Linked DNA regions of Mus musculus: region 1 is linked to region 2. Evidence: chromatin contacts called from public HiChIP or PLAC-seq data. All regions are on one chromosome and are shown on one strand. Each heading gives the region's core, a stretch centred on a gene start, on an enhancer-like site or on the middle of the called end of the contact. The rest is flanking DNA. Distances are from core to core; before and after follow the strand shown.

The links. HiChIP or PLAC-seq counts read pairs in DNA pulled down with a chosen protein or histone mark.
Region 1: a contact with region 2 is called in an H3K4me3 HiChIP or PLAC-seq map of embryonic basal ganglia, with 3 times the contacts expected there. The contact joins two enhancer-like sites. A contact is called at or near these places in 1 of 484 Hi-C or Micro-C datasets (nephron progenitors) and 1 of 115 datasets of contacts at active chromatin or transcription factors (embryonic basal ganglia).

The regions. Positions count from the first base shown.
Region 1 is chr7:130,214,053-130,219,993 of GRCm38.p6, reverse strand. Fgfr2 (fibroblast growth factor receptor 2) reads left to right here. Exons shown (of 18, transcript NM_010207.2): 6 at 873-996. Among named protein-coding and RNA genes, the nearest start is that of Fgfr2, 50 kb to the left of the region's middle. Within about 2 kb of position 4,088, at least 95 of the 459 cell types and tissues checked have an H3K27ac peak or open chromatin away from gene starts, as enhancers often do. A contact at or near this core is called in embryonic basal ganglia, where this site is marked.
Region 2 is chr7:129,839,803-129,845,372 of GRCm38.p6, reverse strand. No RefSeq gene overlaps it. Among named protein-coding and RNA genes, the nearest start is that of Gm39095, 32 kb to the right of the region's middle. Within about 2 kb of position 3,007, at least 41 of the 459 cell types and tissues checked have an H3K27ac peak or open chromatin away from gene starts, as enhancers often do. A contact at or near this core is called in embryonic basal ganglia, where this site is marked.

The DNA of each region.
Region 1 (5,941 bases), core at 2,839-5,338, 370 kb before region 2:
TGCTCTTGTTCTCAGGTGCATCCAGGGACAGGTGCCCCGCCTTCTGTTCTTTAGAAGGGCATGGCTCTGAAGTGCCTTTCCCCACTGCCTAGTTAAGTTCTCATAAGATGAGAACATTAGAACCTCATGTGAGCTGACAAGCTGTGGGCGAGAGTCATAATAGCTTAGTTTTACGTGCGCTTCTTATCTTTGGAAAGTCTCAAGATATTTACAAACAAACAGCAACTTGGAGTCCTTGCTCCCATGTCTGGAATTCTGGGAATACCAGGAACACGTGCCATTTATTTATCTCCCCATCAGGGAGGGGAAGGGACAGACCCCTGGTCCCAGTGAAAACACATACTGTCCACATATCTGGGGACCCAGAGAATGAAACAAACAGCCTTAGGAACAATAATAGATCTGACCCAAGGGCTTCTTGGAGGAGTTAAATTAGCTAAGGCAGAGGGTGTGGCACAGCCAGTGATCACCACTGTTGGCTCTAGGTGATTACGTGGTGCTCTGGGGACTGCAGGCTCCTGGTGGGAGGATGGCTACCTCCCAGTGAGGTATGACATCGTGAGGCTTACTGGTTGGACTTCTTGGCCATGTAGGTTCTCCTAATGGAACCTTAAATCTAAGACAAGGACACACGTTCACAGGCTCCTGAATACCAGCCTGCCTAGGGAAAGCTTTCTGAATATTAATTGTAGGGCAGTTTACAAATCCTGTCCATTCTCTGCTTCCACCAACTTCCTGGGCATTTGAACCCAGGCTGTGTGCATGCTGAACCTGCTCATGGCCATGAGCTCAACTCCGATCCAGCCAATTCCATTCATACTGCAATGAATGGTGCTCTGTGATAAAGAGCCTCCTTCCTTTGCCTCTTTCAGGTACGAAACCAGCACTGGAGCCTTATTATGGAAAGTGTGGTCCCGTCAGACAAAGGCAACTACACCTGCCTGGTGGAGAATGAATACGGGTCCATCAACCACACCTACCACCTCGATGTCGTTGGTGAGTTTGCCTTCTGGCTTGACTCCTTTCAAACCATAGCAGCGAGATTATTTTTTACCTTACAATTAAGGAGAATTGGCTTGTCTCCTTTTTGTATCCATAAGATGTCATCTGAGAAGGTCTCGTCTGTCGTATGACTGTGTTCTGTTTCCTGGGTAGCCAGGTTTTATGGGCTTGGGGGAGATCTTCTTGGCCCCTAAGCATTACTTTTTTTTTTTTTTATCAGGTAGATGTGGTATAAAACATTTCATTTTGGAAGTTAAGATTATGTTGAATATTCTTGGTACGTGCAAGGGAAGCTTTAATTATGTTTGTGTGTGTCTGTGTGGATGTGTCTGTGTGGATTATGTGCAAGTGAGTGCAGGTGCTTTTAGTGGACAGAAGAGGGTGCTGGGTTTTCTGGAGCAAGAGTTCTAGGAAGTTGTGTACCACCAATGTGGAGGTTGGAAACAGAACTCAGGTCCTCTGGGAGAGCAATGCGTGCTCTTAGCTGCTGAACCACCTTTCCAGCCATGGGAAATGTTGTTTTTAAAAGAGAGGCAACAAACATTGGTTAAAGAAGGGCAACTTATCATACAAAGAGTAAAGAAACAGTTAATTTAATGACTGAGTCCCTGTCTGGCTGGAAGAAAAAAGTCAATGTCAGAAATGGTCCTTAGGTAGCTCAATGCTTATTCCTGGAAGACATTTCTCTGAGCCAAAGGAACCACCTATGTTTGAGACTCACAAATAGGTTTTTGTCACAGTGCACCCATAAGCGGATCATTTTTCATTTCCCATCTTAAGGTTACACAGCCTGTAGTTCCAGAACAGGACATTTCTTCCCAAGTTTTCCTGGTTATCATGAGTTTGTATCATGACTACTGATGAGATTTGATTGGCTGCTACTTAAGTTATTTTTCTCATTGTTGCACAGAATACTTAACAAAAGCAACTTATGGAAGGAAGGGTTCATTTGGGTTCCCAGTTTGAGTCCATCATAGTGGGCAAGGCACCTGGTCACACTGAATCTGCAGTCAGGAAACAGATGAATACTAGCACCCAGGTCACCTTTCTCTTCTTGTATAGTACACCTAATGGGTAACCCCCTTTTGGGGTGGGTCTCCCCACCTTTATTAATTTTATTAATTCCTGACAAACTTGCCCAGAGGGTTGTCTGGAGGGTGATTCTAGGTCCTGTCAAGTTGATAGTTAGTGTTTGCCCCACTGTTCCTGACAGGAGTCTACAGCTGGGACTCCTCTATGTCACAGAATTGGTGGGTTCGGATCTCTTCCTGTAGGAGCTTTCTGTGTTCCGACTTGTCAGGCACAGTGACACTTGGCTTCTCTCTCCTTGGTCATTTCTTTGGGTTACTCTTAGGTGTGCAGATTGATGACTGAGGAGTCAATCCATTTTGATTTCTCTCGGGTGACAAGGTGACAAACAGATCCACCCACTGTAAACACAGACTCTGCTACATCATTTTGTCTGCATGCATGGCCCCGAGTATTCTCTTACTTATGGATATTTCTGTCTCTTTCATAAGATGCAAACTGTTTGAAGGGAAATTCTGCAAATGCTTGAATTACCCAAGAACCAATAAAAGCCTCCCTCAATACAGGATTAACCAAACCGCATAGATTGGTTGAATTGAAGATTTAGGTTGACTAAAAGTTAAACATTTTACTGTCTGGTTAAGTGAGGTTACACTCACAAAACTTCCTTTCAAAGCATAGCATGTAGTCTTAACTTACGTATGGGTGTAAACCTCCAATGTCAAGAGTATGAGTTATTCAGGAGCCTTAGTGTGCAATTTGATAGGGCACTGTGTAATATTTATCCTATAACTATTCATAACAGAGTATCAGAGCCTTCTTTTATTTCTTACTTTTTTTTTTTTTTTTTTTTTTTTGGTTTTTCGAGACAGGGTTTCTCTGTATAGCCCCTGGCTGTCCTGGAACTCACTTTGTAGACCAGGCTGGCCTCGAACTCAGAAATCCACTTGATCCACTTGCCTCTGCCTCTGGGATTAAAGGCATGCGCCACCACCACCCAGCTTATTTCTTACTTTTTATTTATTTTTATGTTTTTTTTGTTTTTTTTTTTTTTTTTTTTTTTTTGAGATAGAGTCTTTCTTATGTAGCCCAGGCTAGCCTTGAGCTTGTGGTGTAGTTGAGGATGAACTTGAACATTCCTGGCCCACATGCCCTCATCCCTGGTTTGTGTCCCCCACTTTCCCATCCTCAGATACTGAGGGCTGACATTAGGCAGCTACTCTATCACTGAGCCATCTTCCAGACATTTTTGAAAATATGTATATTATCAGTTGAGATGAGATCTTGTTAAGTTGCCCAGTCTCAGGTCAACGTTTCCATCTTCTTTCTGCCTCAGCATCCTGACTGGTACCTCCTCTTAAGACCTGCATCACCAGACCTTTGGTCTTGTTTCTTATAGAGACATTTGTGGTATGCTAGACTCAGATATTTTAGTAAACACACACACAGAGGAGTGACGTGTGAGAGGATTTCTTTTGTCACAAATGGCTCTAAATCCGTTCATCAAAGGGCACATGACTGGGATTTACTTCAGTCTGCGGGGACAAAAATCTGACATGGACTGTTTGCATTAAGAATGCCAGATTTGGGGCTAAAAGTTCTGAATACTTAATTTTAAAATTAAGTAATTTATTACAGAGAGAAAAAAAAATTGTTCTGTAGGAGTCCTTTGAGATTGAAGCCTAACACAGGTCTACAAATTATTCATGGTTGGGGCCATTCCAAGAATTGAGGAGTCAAGGCAGGGCCGCTGTCGCCCCAGGGTCTTGCTTACAGCAGGTTTTAGCTTGAGTTGTTGTGTTAAACATTCAAAAGCCCCCGTGCCCCACCTCCCCTTTGAGCTCTCTGGCAGCTCGTCCCTGTGAAAGCTCTGAAGTCTCTCTCCGAGTTTAGGGCTGGGATTTGAATGGACCTGCTGAATAATGGAGCTGGGCTGTCTAATGTTAATCCCCTGGCAATCAGTCTTGCTGAAAAGAGCATATGATTCAGTGGTGTGATGTGGAGGGAGCGTGGAGTGTATGGAGTAATGCAGAGAGAGGCCTGATTATGTCACAAGTTTGGGAGATCGCCCAGCTCAACCCGGGCCAATAATGACACAATGCTGGTTGGGAATATCCATCAAAGCACAACTCTAGTGATTTTTTTTTCTAAGTCTTAAGCCTTCTTTATAAATACTCAAAAGTCAGTGGAATATAAGACATTTTCAGTAAAGTTCGAGGTGTGAAATTTTCTCTCTCTCTCCCTCTCTCCCTCTCTCTCTCTCTCTCTCTCTCTCTCTCTCTCTCAAAACCTCAGCGTGCTTTGGAGAGCTTCTAATAAAACGAGAAGTGAGTCAGCCAGAGTCTCGTAGAGACTTACAGGGCTGGCAGTCGCTCTGAACATCTTGGCAAGTGGAAACAGAAAAGATTCAGGCGTAGGCAACAAACTCCTGGTGGCCCTGGAGCCCAAATGCTCTACTTTGCTATGTGGTAACAGGGTCTCAGTTGCCGCTGTACTTCACAGAAAACTAGAAACGGTTGCCAGAGAACGGAAGGCCTGGCTCTTGCCGCACTGCCTCTGTGCTCGCTCCGTCTGGGGTTCAGGTATTGGTAGGAAGCATCAAGACTGAACGCTCCACTCCTGCACCCCCACAAAAAAGCCGTGAAGCTGTATGATTTAAGTGATGCTCTTGTGTCCTGGAATAAAACAGCGGGCCATTGTTGTGTGCGAGGGGATAGCTCTAGCCTCATTAAAATTGACACTATTACTTTGCAGCCATTTACAGCAAAGGAAAATTAGCAAGAAGCTCCAGGCCTTGGTGACTGTGGCAATAATAAAACAGCCCGCCAGGTAAATGGCTACAGGAGGCAGTGAGCCTTCAGTGTGATAGCTCAGTGGGGATGCTAAAGCCCTTGATCTGACGGATGGCCCACCACCACCAACTGGCGCCTAGAAGTCATTAACTCTTTTCAACATCTCTTGGGTCTGACCCAAGAACCGAGGCCCTGGCATGTTAGGAACAAATACAGCTTGGTGCAGCGATAAGAGTAGCCAGCCTAATGTCAGAAACATCTGGGCACCAGGAGAGCTGTCAGGCTCTCCTGAACCTGCAACATTGGAAAGAAGATGTTTGTCTCACTTGTTTGATGGCCGTGTTAGTGCCTTAAAACTGCTGTAACAAGTGTCCCCACATGGATTACTCTTTAATAACTTTTGGTAGTCTTAACTGGAAGAAGTGTGTCTGTGTGCGTTTGTGTGTGTGTGTGTGTGTGTGTTTGTGTGTGTGTGTGTGTGTGTTTATGTGTCTAGGAGTGTATGGATGTTAGAGGTCAACTTTGGTGCTAGTCCATAGGAGTCTTTCGCTCCTCCTCCTCCTCCTCCTCCTCCTCCTCCTCCTTTTCTTCACAAGGTCTATCACTGCGACCTTGAGCTGAGCAATTAGGCTAGTCTGACTGGTCAGTGTGTCTGTGCCATCTCAGCTCTGGGACTGCAAGCATACATCGTTCTGTTTGGCTGTTTTACATGGATTTGGGGGAACCCAACCCAGATTCTCATACTTGAAAAGCAGGTGTTTTCCTGATTGTGCCATCTCCTGAGCCCCACAAATCTTAATTAGGCAAACTGAGTGCCATCTGGGGACCAGTGGGTGAAGTTCTCTTTCCTGCTGACTTGGCATCTTTGGGTAATGCTGTCATCTTAGACTGGTTTGGTTGCTTGGCTTGCAGAGCATCACAGAGCCTCCTTACTCCTCCTTCCACCCCTCACCCCATCTCAAGGCTGAGGAGATCTGGGTCCAGCAGGAGTTGGTGATACGTACAAGGACTTGGAGAAGACGCTCCTGTAGGCCTCTCAGACCTGGTCCCCTTGCCTCTACTTCAGATGATTAGTTTCAGGCAAGGGGGAGATGGCTCAGTGGGTAAAGCACTTGCCA
Region 2 (5,570 bases), core at 1,758-4,257:
CCATTACAGCACAGGTTCTCAACCTCAGTCCTCCACTCTTGTACTCTGCCCAGGGCAGTCTTCTGCTGGATCTGCTCTTTGGTGACCATTTAGATATCTTCTTCCTCAACCGTACTGACGATCACCTTCTCCCATATTAGGGCTCTACAAGGATCCCATTTATTCTTCCTACATTGTTTCTCTCATTCTCTATGTCTGGTGTGTGTGTGTGTGTGTGTGTGTGTGTGTGTGTGTGTGTGTGTGTGTGTGTTCCTCATGTACACATGTGCTCAGTGAGGCCAGGGGAGGGTGTTGGATTCCCTGGAGCTAGAGTTTTGGGCAGTTATGACCTGCTCAGCATGGGTCCTGGGGACTGAGTGGATCCTCCGGAAAGGCAGCAAACACTCTTAACCTCTGAGTCATCTCTCTGGCCCCTAAACGTGTCTTCATTTCAGCCTGGGGAAATGGCTCAGGGATAAAGGACTAACTGTGAAAGCTTGAGGAGTTGACTCTGGATCCCTAGGATACACGTTAATGCTAGGGCAGTGGCCATGTCTGTAATCCCAACACTCCTCTGGGGATCTGGGAGGAGAAGCAGAAGGATCCTTGGTGCTCTCAGGCTGCCTAGCCTGGCATATCACCACAAACAAGAGACCCTGTCACAATCAAGGTAAAGGTAAGACCAACACCCAAGGACACTCTGACCTCCACACACATGCCATGGCATGCACAAACATATACACACAGATTAAAAACAAGCCTTTATTTCACCTTTGCACGTGGTTGGTGGACACTGGTAATATATAGTGAAGGTGGTGTTCCTCAGTTAGGGAAGCTTTGCTGCACTATCTAGGGTTTTGAGTAATCTGATTCTCTGATTTAATAAAAAAATCCCTTCCTAGTCTCCCTCCAATCTTTTCTCCTGGACTACGTATTTCCAGGATGTTGGATTTGCAGGAGTCGGGCTCTTGTTTTTCTTTTTGTTTATTTTCTACTTACCTGGACCATTCAACTCCTTCAACTCTACGTTCCAGTTGCTTTTTAAAAATCATATCATACATTTCTTTTTTCTGCTTCTTTAAGGTTTTTATTGTTCTCATTTTATGGCTACTCCTTTTTTATAACGTCTCGTTCTTATGTTATACATAAAATGATGCCTCCCACCATCCTTAGGAGAGCAATTATGGTGTTCTTATTTCTAAGCATTGCTTTGATTTCCCACACGTTTGCTTTTTAATGTTGTCGGCTTTGATCTCGGGCTTAAGTGCTTTCTTTATTTTATGGTGCCTTTGAATTGTTTACATTTAAGTGTGGGGTGTGTTTGTGTGTCTGTGTTGTCTGTACACCCACTCTAGGTTGATCTAGCTCCTCCATTTGGGAACCCTCCACCTTCCAAATTTCTGGATTTTTCTGCTAGATTGGCCATCTGTTGGAGTGAAGGGGAGACAGACATCAGGCTTTCTCACTGTAGGGGCTGAGGGGTGTTTCCCTCAGTCATTCCCCATCTTAGTTGTTGGCACTGGGCCTCCTATGAAACTCACTGATCCAGCTATACTGTCTGGCCAGCACAATCCAGTCATCCTCTCTCCACAGCCCCAATTCTGGAATTTTAGGCATGCAGCACTATACCCCACTTTAAAAAAAATAAGGTTTATTTATTTTTACGTGTGTGTGTGTGTGTGTGTGTACATGCCTAGTCCATGTATGTAGGTATCTGCAAAGTCCAGAGAGAATGCTGAATCCTGGAACTCGTTACAGGTGGTTATGAGATACCCAACATGGGTGCTGAGACCTGAACTCGGGCTCTGTGTAAGAGCAGTTAGTGCTATAAGCTGCCAAGGATCTCCCCAGCGGCATCACCTAGCTTTATAAATGTGAGTTCTGGGCTGAGGGGGCTTGAACTCGGGTCCCTATGCTTACATGGCAAGTGTTTTACCTACTGAGCCAGCTCCCGGCCCAGAGGGCCTCGATTCTGTGTCTCTCTTTGTACAGCAAATGATTTCATCTTAATGGTGGCCACCTGCAGCTTTTCCTTGGGGAACTTCAAAGCATAACTCTGCTGATGTGTGCAGAGATGCAATACCCGGGCATCCACCTTTGCCCTCTCTAGCCCATGGCATCCCCTGACCGATGACCTTCAGGACAAAAGTATAAGAACCTAAGATGGCTCAGTTCTGAAGCTTCACTTAGCTTTAGGAATTGGTGTTTCTTCTGTTGCTTTTTCTCTCTTCTTCCTGTCCCCGTTTTTTCACATCTGCCACTTTCTTTCACTTGAAACCTTGGCATCTTTCCTGCCCACATCTTGAGGACTTTTTCTGTCTAAGACATCATCTTTTAGAAAGAATGCCCATGACCAGTCTCTCTTTGGAGCATCTGACTTCAGTCTACTGAAAGCTTCACTCAGAGTGTATGGCTCAGATACAGCTCTGAGCTGCTGGGTGGAGTAGATGAGAGCCATGCTCAGTTCATGGGAGAATGTCTTAGGAAGGCCATCAGTTTACCCGCTAATCCCTATAGCAACGCATGCTTGGTGATGTGTTAGAAGACAGTAATCCGTGGGGAGACAGAGCTGTGGTTTTGTAGCCTTTGGGTTTCAAAACAGGATCTCTTAATAAAATCATCATGAAGCACTGGAAGGGGAATCTAATCAGCACAGACAGTTCTAGGGCCACATGGTACCATTCCTGGGCCACGTGGTACTCTTTTGTGGCTGGGATTCTAATGAGGGCTTCTGAGATTCTGAGCGAGGCGCCTATGCGTTAATTCACCAGCTGCAATTACAGACTGATTAGGGGAGAACATAAATAATTACAGCACAAGGAATGCATCCACAGTAACTGCTTTGTGTGTGCCTACTGTGTCTCAGCTTCTCTCTCATTACTGAGAGGGTAAGTGAGAATTAAACATTCACACCATTGTGGTGCCGTGTGCCATGGTCCATTGTTCCCGGGATCTGTTTGTCATCGCTCTGGTGTCAGTGTACACACAAGGGACAAAGTTTGCTGATTCAGCCCATGACTTTATTTGCAGCTATCTAACCCAACAAAGGACCATTGTTTTCAACCATGAAGACACAGGCTGAGCTCAAAGGTAGAATGCCTGGTGGTTAAAAAGAAACTTTTCTCAGGTACTTGTAAAGAATAAAGTCTTGCTTGTTGATGAAGACTGAGACATGAAAGGAAAGGTCAGGGGTTGTCTCTGTCACTCATCTTGGTGTCTGTGGTTGTAGGGACATTTAAACAGAAGGAAATCTGGCCATCATAAAAGTGTATAGGTGAGCTTACTTACTATAGCTGGGCATATACCAGTAAGTGTGCGTAAGGAAGTGTCAGAAGACAGGGCTCCAAGCATACCATGGGGAGGATGACCTCAAGTTTTGCAACTACATCCCCACAAGATTAACCATCACAGTACCTGTTCCTACTCTTCCTATTCTCTTCCTTCTTTCCTGGTCCTCCTCTTCCTCCTCTTCCTCCTCCTCCTCCTCCTTTTCCTCCTCCTCCTCCTCCTCCTCCTCCTCCTCTTCCTCCTCCTCCTCCTCCTCCTCCTCCTCCTCCTCCTCCTCCTCCTCCTCCTCCTCCTCCTCCTCCTCCTCCTCCTCCTCTTTCTCCTCCATCTCCTAAGGTCACCCAGGACCTTATTAAGTCCTCAGTTCCTTGTATGTACAGCCAGTATCTCTCCACCTCCTGCTTCCTTGGTTCTCCAAAGTCCCTTTCTCTTTAGAATAAGCAAATGGACTGAGCCTCGTGGTGCAGTAGTTCCAGCTACTCAGGAAACTGACACATTGGCAATAGCTTCTAGTGTTCTGATAGCATCGATGGGACTCTGCTGATCGCTGACCAGAAAAGGGTAACCCATACCCAGTGTGGCGGAACTTTCTATTTGATAGCCAATTGTGTCTGGGGGTGACATTTTTCTACCCTGTTTTAGGATAACTAAATTTAAAGTCTATATGTACAGCTATATCTATATTGGTATTTGTGTTGGTATCTATATATCTATCCATATTAATCTATATTATATCTATCTATATGTTCCCATAGCAGTAAGTTCAAAAGTCCTTAGTGGTAGCTATCCCTCCTTATACTCCTTCTGTGCTGCTCTCCCATCCACACTCCACAAGTCCATTTTGTTCAATTATTTTCTTACCTTCTTCATAGCACTCCCACTGCCCCTTACTAGTTTTCTTCTTTCTTTGAGTACTCTAGTTTAACGCACATATCTAAAGACTCAAAGCTAGCATCCATTTATGAAAGAGAACATGCACCATGCCATTGCCTTCCTGGATCTGAGCTACCTCCAGACTGATGGCTTAACTTCTTTTTATTTATGTACAGATTTCATGAATTCATTTTTCTTTACAGATGAATACTACTCCATTGTGTATATGAAAGGCATTTTTTTTATTATCCATTCATCAGGTATTGAACATCAAGGTTGTTTCCAATCCATGGCTATTACTGGATGAACCAGAAATGAGGCTCTCTGTAGAAGGATATAGAGTTTCTTGCTTTTTGAGGAAGCTACACACTGGTCTCCATAGTGGCTGCACTAGTTTGCACTCTCACTAGCAGTGAGTAAATGTTCCCTTTCTCTACAGCCAAGCCAACATTTGTTATCTTTTGGTTTTGTAGGTTTTTGTTTTTTTATCTTAGACATCCAGACTGGGGTAAGATAAAAATTCAAAGCATTTTTAATTTGCATGGCCACGATGAATAAAGGTGTTGAACCTTTAAAAGAATATTTCTCAACCGCGTATTCCTCCTTTTAATAGCTCTCCATTTTGCTTCATGCCACATTTAATTGGGTTGTTTTTTTGGTGTTTGGTTTCTGAGCACTTTGTCTATTCGAGACACCAGCCTTCTATAAGATGTACTGCTGGTGAAGCTTTCCCCCCTCATTTTGTCGGCTGCCTCTTCACTCAAATGATGATATCCTTTGCTGGGAATCCATTTTTTTTTCAATTGTTAAGTGCAATGTTTATGTCAACAGGATGAACAGCTATGTCAACAGTTGAAGTGTACTCCTCTTTTTTCCTCTATCAAACTCAGGGGATCAGGTCCTAGGTTGAGATTCTTGATCCATTTGAGTTGAGTTCTGTACAGGCTGAGAAATTAGGATTTAGTTTAATTTTTCTGCATGTAATTACCCAGTTTGACCAGTGCTATGATTTGAAGATACTATCTTTTCTCCGAGTGTGTACTTTTGGCTTCTTTGTGAAAAATAAGGTGGCTGTAGAAGCTTTTAATAGAGCCATTGTATCCAACTGCTCTGTTAACGTGTGTTATACTCTCTATATACAGATTTTTGTGTTTAAGATTTCATAATTATGGAAATTGAAGCTGAGTACTTCTACCTATATAATGTTCCTCAGTTAAACTTACCAATTAATATTTATTTATATATTTACTTATATATTTATAGTGAAAAATAAGTTTATTCATTATCAAGACTTGAGAGAACTAGATCATCTTCTTTGAAGAGATAACACTCAAACTAGATGATGTGAAGATGTGAGGCCTGTGCACATGCTGGGGGAAATGTGCTCTCCCCAGTGGGGGAGTGGAGGAAAAAGGAATGTGCTCCATCTG